3 separate regions of the Zea mays genome follow, and all the other regions are linked to region 1. The links are chromatin contacts, called in public Hi-C maps. All regions are on one chromosome and are shown on one strand. The core of a region is the stretch at or near the end of the contact, and the rest is flanking DNA. Distances in the headings are between cores, read along the strand shown.

What was found. A called contact is a pair of places that touch in the nucleus more often than the background predicts.
Region 2: a Hi-C map of ear shows a contact between it and region 1, with 2.4 times the contacts expected there. The contact joins the promoter of LOC100381451 here to the promoter of LOC103650456 in region 1. A contact is called at or near these places in 3 of 25 Hi-C or Micro-C datasets (bundle sheath, ear and tassel) and 1 of 3 datasets of contacts at active chromatin or transcription factors (leaf).
Region 3: a Hi-C map of ear shows a contact between it and region 1, with 2.6 times the contacts expected there. The contact joins the promoter of LOC100274980 here to the promoter of LOC103650456 in region 1. A contact is called at or near these places in 2 of 25 Hi-C or Micro-C datasets (ear and tassel).

The regions. Positions count from the first base shown.
Region 1 is chr3:115,897,046-115,899,745 of Zm-B73-REFERENCE-NAM-5.0, forward strand. It overlaps LOC103650456 (probable histone acetyltransferase HAC-like 3), which reads right to left and starts at 1,329. Exons shown (of 17, transcript XM_008676047.3): 1 at 1,042-1,329; 2 at 89-258. The coding sequence starts at 243.
Region 2 is chr3:116,216,719-116,219,418 of Zm-B73-REFERENCE-NAM-5.0, forward strand. It overlaps LOC100381451 (Putative pentatricopeptide repeat-containing protein), which reads left to right and starts at 1,258. Exons shown (of 3, transcript NM_001322812.2): 1 at 1,258-1,583.
Region 3 is chr3:116,317,865-116,320,564 of Zm-B73-REFERENCE-NAM-5.0, forward strand. LOC100274980 reads left to right here and starts at 1,272. Exons shown (of 1, transcript NM_001149211.1): 1 at 1,272-1,887. The coding sequence starts at 1,390. The coding sequence ends at 1,686. It overlaps LOC100284958 (EXS, C-terminal), which reads right to left. Exons shown (of 13, transcript NM_001157853.2): 13 at 2,243-2,700. The coding sequence ends at 2,519.

The sequences.
Region 1 (2,700 bases), core at 79-2,578:
GTGCAGAGCCGCGTATATTAACAGCAAGTCAGCAACAACAAAATTGCAAGTCAAAACTAGTATTGATGCTGGTGGCTTCCAAACTTACATTCTTTTAATGATGACAGCACGAACCGGAGAGGTACCCTGGTCCATGTTATCCAGCTGAAGCATTTCAAGATCCTCCGGCAGAATCTGTTGCTGAACAGGAAAACTGCTCGGTGTGTAGGCCATAACTTTCCCTTGCAGGGTTTGAGTCATCATGCTTGTAACATTCACCTGAAACGCAGAGATTTTCCAAGTCATCAAGAGCTCGATAAGCAGCTGCAAGCACATGATAGTCATACCACTAACGCAAAGCATAGAAGCACACATGAAGCTGTACTAGATATAGAATGCATAGTCATTGGAATGCGGAAGTACGACAAATCACAAGATCAGTAGATTGCTAGTGCAAAGCAAAGCAGCACAAAAAATCAGTACTAGGAACAGAAAGTAATGTGACTAAAAAGGTAAACAACTTTTACACTGAAGACGAGCATAAAGACCGACCGTTTCCTGAGCACGCTGGCACTAAAAATATCCCAAAATTTGGAGTAGCAGAATGTGGAACGCACCAGTAACCGATGACCACATTGATTCCTTTAGTCTTATACGGCTCAGGTGCTAGACATTGTCACCAGATTGGCCAACCAGGAAGCCGCAAGCGTAACGGCACCGCTACTAACAAAGCGATAACATAAGGATTGCATGCAGCATTCATCACTAAACCCCAATTCTACTGCTACAGACATCATTTGTTTTGTTTTTCCTTTTTTCTGTTCATCAAAGGTTGTCAGAAAATATAATACAATTGATTAACAAGCACACCACAGGGTCAGACGAACCACGCAGGGCGAGAGCACAAGGCGAACGTCGCCTACGACGCCCAAAATCTGAAGAAACCAAGAAAACCCTAACCCTAGGGGATCCGTACGCCGCCTCCAGCAAGTGCCACCAGATCGGATCTGATCGAGCCCTACGTGGGACGGGGAGGGGGAGGGCGAGGGGCGGGGGCGTTACCTAAATTTCCCCTGCGCGATACAGCCGCATGGGACGTCTTCTCCGGGGCCGGCCAGCGGGGGCTCCGGGCGCTCCGGCCTTGCCGGCAGCGGGGCTAGGGGCTAGGGCTAGGGTTTGGGCGGCTGCGGGGAACGGGAAGGAGGCGATCAGAAGGAAGGGGAGGATGGAGAGGGAAAGGGTAAATAAGTCAAGGCCATGGGGGCCACTCGGCGGGTCCAGCTCGCATGTGGATTGGATCCCCAGACGGACCGATTTTGAGACTGTCTTCAACAATCTCCTGCTATGAGTCTATGGCCCTGTTTGGCACAGCTTATTTTCAGCTTCTTCACAAATTTAAGCTGAAGTCCTGCCAAATAGACAGCTTCTTCAGCAGCTTATCAGTTCAGCTGCTTCTCAAAATGAACTAAAAGCAGCCAACAAGCAGAAGCTGCTTTTTACCAGCTTATCAGATAAGCTGCTTTTTCAACAAACAGCAGCTGTCCCAAACAGGGCCTATGACTACTTTAACATCTCTCTTCACCTCCACAGCCCCTTTAAATCCCACAATAATATTCAAATATACATTTTCCTATGACTACCTCAACAACCATTCCTTTTATTTCAACTAGGTAAATACATGTGCGTTGCAACGGGAAAAATAGTGCAACAATAACATTTGTATAGCCATGTGTTGTGGTGTTAATTAAAATTAAGCGGTCTTTAAAACTTTGTAGAGGCAATTGATTGTAACCATGAAGGGTAGGAATTGTTGATGTTCTTGATCCTAATCGCGCTTCAGACTTACTTGTCGGGTTCATCTGTAAAGTCAAAATTATAGACCAAAATCAGGCGAAAAGACCCGTTGAATGAAAATTTCATTTTCCCACTAAACTGCATATTTGTCCTGACCTTTAACTATCCATTGTTTTAATCTTTATATGAGGATAGTCATGCAAAGTTTGTCTATTAAAAAATCCATTGCTATAATAACAATACCTTTTTTTGCTACGTCAACATTCTTGTCCATCAATCCTTCAATTCAGTGTTGTATCTTGATGTCAGGACAATAAGAACAATCTTCGCTGCACCCAGTAGTCTTGATCGAAAGAAGACTGTACTGCTGCACTTATTCTAAATTTGTGGACATTTCTTTAAACCTGAACCTGAAAAACATAACTGATCATTATTGAGAACAAATGGCATATCATATTTATTGCTACCCTATTATTTGAGCATAATGTCATAGCCACATGGATGCAGCTCATGAGTTGAGGCGGCTCGCGAGCCGACTTCGAGGCGAGACAAACCTTCTCCTTCAGCTTGTTGAGTGGCCGAGCCAAGCCGAGCTCGGTCAATTAGCCGATAATTTAGTGCATGCATCGATGCACTCCTTAAGCATGTGCTCAAGTTTGAGCATTTCTTCAAATCGTCTTGTGTATGTGCATTATTAGGAAAATAGATTAAGCTTGACAAATACCTTATGTAGAGATCTAGACGATATACGAGAGTTTCTGCAAATTATGTATAAAACCAATAATTGAAATGTGTTGCAATGTTATGAGTATAATCATTAAGCTAAGGTGCCAACAACTATTGTATAATTACTATTTTGCCAACACCACTCCCAACAGGCTAGCTAACATGTGGGGATTTTTTTCTTTAATCAATCAGCAAAGTACT
Region 2 (2,700 bases), core at 8-2,507, 320 kb after region 1:
TTCACGAGAGAAGGAAAGGGAAGAACATGAGATCGTAACAACTCTAAATTTTAGCAAGGATGCAAAACTGAGATGTAGAAGTGACCAAAACCCGTGGGATGTAACGGTGATCCTTCCTCGGATTAAACTTTGCAAAGCAAGAGCACAGTCGACAATTACAAAATTGCGGATCCCTCGGCTCAACTGGTGAGAGGAAACTAGGAGTTCTAAACAAGTGCTCTAAACAAAATGACAATCAATAGATAGCTGTAACAACAGCCCTCCCCTCTATTTATAGAGGATTATTTCCATTTTCTAAACTACCCCTATTTACATAGAGCCTATCCACTCCACCGAGGGTGAAATTGAGCAACTCCTATGTTTTCGATCCGACGGCCACACGCTCCATACGAAGTTGCTTCGTCTTAACGCACCTTCACTGTGATGCCATGTGTCGCCACCGAGTTTTGAGGCCCAAACTCATCAAAACATGCTGTGTGGTTTTGAGGCCAAACCACAAAACCGTCATGAGTATCACACCGCGTGCGCGTTCCCACGACCTAGACATGTGTCCCGCCGGTCCTCGACCGTGTCGGCAACACGGCCCGCTCCACCACGTACTCGCGCGAGTGCGTGTGTTAGCCACCACAGTTTGTCATCCCGCTGCTCCGGTATGTCAGCCAAGACCCAACACTCGTCTTTCACCGCTTCTGGTCCAGGTCCATCAGCACAAGCCACATGACATTCATCTCAGTCGTCGACCACCGTCCATGTACTCCATTCCTGCACACCTTAAATCGACCAACATTGTTACAGTACATACATAATCGCATACTCGTTCAATCCACTGACTACCCTATAGTGTTACCCGTTGACAATCATTCATTATCAACCCGAACCATAAGGGACAAGTTAACCTTATATTCGCAGTCTCGGTTAGTTATTTCTAACTAACCGATTTAGAATCCAATTAAAATACATTAGAATAAGATACACACGTACTTCCATTTTCACCCCTACCGTAGCCACGCTTGTGCTGCCGCTCGGTGCTCCCAGCGACCCAGCCTCCCTTGCAGCCACGCCGCTCTGTGTGCCGCGCCGCCGCCTGGTTGCACTACCCCCGCATGCTGCGCTGCCACCAACACCTGGTATATGTGCCCCACGCCGCCAGTCTACCTGGTAGTTGTGCCCCTGCACGATCCCCAGTGGAAATCTCAATTGACATCTCACATCTCTAAGTGTGCCCTTGTCGATTCCCTTCCCTTCCTTGGCGGCCGCAAGCCCGCACGGCGATCCTGACAGACGGACGGTCGCCGGCGGCTTCTACTCATAAAGTTGCCCAACCGAGCCGCCGCAATGCTGACAGATGAGAAGCCGATTCCGGCCCATCTGCCGTGACCCCGACGCCGTCCACTCAAGCGCCTTCGCCTCCACGCTGCGGTGCCGCCGGAGCTGGACTCCGCTAGGCCGCCCGTCTCCATCCTCCAGCACAGCTGCACCGTGGCCGAGCTGACAGCGCCCCTGCCTTTCCCAGTGGGCCAGTGCCCGCCGCCGCTGCTTTGGTGTCCTGCATCTACTCCTGCTGCTCTGCCTCTGCATCTCTCGTGAGTCATTGGTGATTGTGAAATATGAATTTGTGATTCTGCGTATGAATGCCACGTAGAAGAGTTTCTGGTACCCTATACGAACCTGTGCTAGTGTTCTCAGGGATAGAAAGAAAAGTAGGAGCATTTGTTCTACCCGTATCTTGCAACTAAATTTTAGTTTTAGTAGAGACACGGGATGCAGCTCAGTTCCATGACATTTCTTGAAGGGTGTGGTGACATTACTACGACTGACCAGCGAATAGAATTCACCGAATTGGTACCATCAGTGCGATAATAATAAGAGAGTAAATAACTTTTGAAAAGCAGTTGGAAATCCCCTTATGGTTTGGGTCTCAAGAGTGACAAGAAACGGTGAGATTGTGAGTGGCTAAAAATGATGCACGTAGTAAAGCTAAAGCCCTAGTTAGGGTTTGTGATTTAAATTCTGCATATGGAGGCCGTGTTGGCGAGCGGTATATATTAGTGACCCTAATTAGGGTTTGTTGTGCATGGTCATTATTTACTCCTCTTGAAAGCCGCTGTTTACGAACGACGTTCTATAAACAGTCCACATATTAGTGAAGGTTTCGCCTGGCTGGTGCCTGTGGTTTTTCCCTTCGCATTGAAGGGTTTTCCACGTAAATCTGTGTGTCGTGCTCTGTGATTTGTTGGTTGATCTACTTCGTTTTTCCTGCCGTTTCTGCTAACAACTTGTACTGTAATCTTGTATTTACTTAAGAACTTCTATTATGTTTGAACAATTTATATTGTCATGGTTTCCACGTTTCGAACTTATTTGTTGAAATCAAGGAACTTATCAAACCTCACTTCCCCGTGTCTTGCCAAGAGGTACAAATCCACATCCTCTGTTTCTTTTCCTCCCCCTTTGGATTGAGATTTTCATTTGCGTGAGGCGCACAAATAGTAAGGTTTGGTAAGATGTGACGGTTGTGATCTCAATTGTTTCAGTCCAACATCTATTTCTGAAAAATATTGTATTTTGCTACTGATGGTATTCTTGGATAGTGAAATGGCGATAACTTTTATCTTGCGCTAGTACAACAACAAGTAGCTGAAACTTAAGGTGGAACAAATCTATTCATTCAGTGGTTGATGCACTGCGTTGTGTTCATCA
Region 3 (2,700 bases), core at 22-2,521, 420 kb after region 1:
AAAGGTATTCTCCCGCATTGCATCCAAAACGAGTATCGAGTATAGGTTATTGTTGGAGATGCTACTAACACAACTCTACTAGCAAAACTACACAAGCTAGGTAACACAAATTTAAACAAAGCTACTAAGCAACACAAGCTTAATAGCACAAGAGAGCAAGTAATTTACTACACAAGTAAAAATTGCGAGAACAACACTAACCACTAGCTCAGATGTAAACAAGAATGAACAAGCTAGTGTTAGAGAGTTCCAAACCAACAAGATTACAAAAATTCTCGAAGAGTGATACAAATTGAACTAGATTGGGAAAATAAATAGGAACCGAGCACATCGTTTCTGTGAAGCAGCGACGATTCGGGCGAGTATGGCCTTCTGCCAACGAGTGATTAGGTCGGGCGAGCGTCGGGTGAAGATCGAGGAGCGAGGGCTACGTTGAAAGGATAAGGGGCAATACTATCTTTTGTCAAGTTACAGTTCATTTCAGTTATTCTAACTCCATTAAGAGCAACTCCTAGAGACTCTCTATATTCTCCCACCCTAACTGATATAAATATAGATTTATGTGAAAAAAAATACCTGGAAACATCTTATTTAAATGATTATCTAAATATAGCTATCTTCTATTTCGTGTTTCTTACTAGCCAAAGATAGAAAACGTGAATAGCTCTCTAGAGTGTAAAAAAGATATAGAAAAAACGTTGGAGGTTAAAAAATATAAAAAGTGGTATTTATATAAATAACTCTTCAAATAATAATTTAGAGAGTGGAATTTAGAAAGACTAGGAGATGCTCTAATAGACTAATTATTAGTTAATAAAGGTGCATCTGCCAATTAGCATTAGCTAACGCTTTAACTAGACGGTTTAGAATGTAGAATCCCTACACTACAACTAATTTTAGGATCCTACCTCCCGGCCTTTTTTACTGGCTGCCCTTGGCGGGTGACAGCACGCATCTGGGAGCACACGCGTGCCATTAGCAGGCAGTAAAAAGGTGAAGGAGAGGACGGTCGAATGTGCTGGAGGAGTCATCATGGATCATCACAGTGTCAAACTGTCAATGGCTGATGAGACGAATAAACAAAGCAAACAGGCGGCGATGACACGTGAAACCATGTCCGGCAGCTACCTGTTTCGAGCTTGGAGTCCCTTTCCAATTTTCAAATGAATGATTAGGAGTAAAAATAATTGTGGTTAGAGTGGTCATTACGCTGAGCTCCCCCTCCACCTCCATCGCCGTCTATAAATACACGCTCCGTCAATGCCACCTTCACTTCACCCCTCTCAATCTCGCTCATCACTCTCTCCCTCCTCACGTCGCCATTAGCGTACCTGCTCTCTCTGTTCTCCAGCTAGCTCATCAGGGGGAGGAACCAGCACCTGCCTTGCCATGTCGTCCTCCATGGTGTCCAAGAACGCGCCGCCGCCGGCCGGGTACGGCGACGGCGAAGGCAGCGTCGTCGAGGCCGCGCCGGTGACGAGCTGCCTGTACCTGCGCCCCGGGGCGGGGGCGCTGGACAGGGACGCCGTGCTGCGCCGCATCCGCCACCGGAGGCGCCACGACCGCCTCCACGACACGCTGCGCTCCATGGTGCAGGCGCCGCCGCGGTCCGCTGAGCCGGACGGCATGGACGGCACCGAACGGCACCTCCCGTGGCCGCTCGACGACGCCTTCTCGGCGCCGTAGCTTTTGTAATATAGAATTAGTCTCTTGTGCAGATTAAGCAAATGCACATGGAACATGATCCAGTTCGCCTCTTCTTGTGTAGACTGTCAAGAACAGATGCAAGTTAAATAATCTCGCCGATGTAGTGCTAGTGCAGTAGATGTATGTATGCAAGTTACTGCAAGGATGGAGCCATGGATATATGCAAGGATTGTTTTGGGAGCTAGCATTTCTGCATAATTGCTTACCTGCTTGTGCTTGGTGTCTTAATGTTTTTATGGATCATGCTCTAGCTAGTAATTAGACAAAGTATGTTTGTATTAAATGTTCCATTTGTGTTCTGGGTTCAGGCCTTTTTTTTATTTCCAAAATATCTTCATTCTGTGGGTGGATGGATACAATGATTGGATCATCAAATCATATACCACTAGACCCAGCTTCTTGTATGTTACTTCATCAGGTCTCAGCCATCCGATAAACTGGTGACGTGAAATGTCATGCCCACACGAGCAGTCTGTCTGATATACGGTACTCACCAAGAATATGATAATGAACAAGATAAAAGAGATAATTACGGTTCCAAAAACTCATGATTTTCAGCATTACTATTTTTCTTTAATGTGTCAACAAATGCCTCCTGTTGGATGCAAGTGGGTTACAAAAGTACACATCCTCCAAGAGGATTACATCCGTAGTGCCAACAAATTTCAACTTTTTATATAGAAACCTGTTACGTATCCCTGGCCTTTTGAGCTCTACATACAAAATCTAAACCGTCGACGTAAAAATGGGTCACGCTAAAAGAATGGTGCTGAATCTGTGTATCGCAAAAATTATGAGACTGCTGTTCAACTCATACTGTATGGTTACTGGAATCCAGTAGCCTGTCTCCTTCGGAAGGCATGTCGGATGACATCTCCATGTTCTGTTTGGCTGTCATCTTGTTCCACTCGTTCTCGACCCGGAAGAACACCCACTGCCACCGTCTCAGTATCTCCAGAGCTGCTATGGTGAACACTGTCAGGTAGTTGTGCC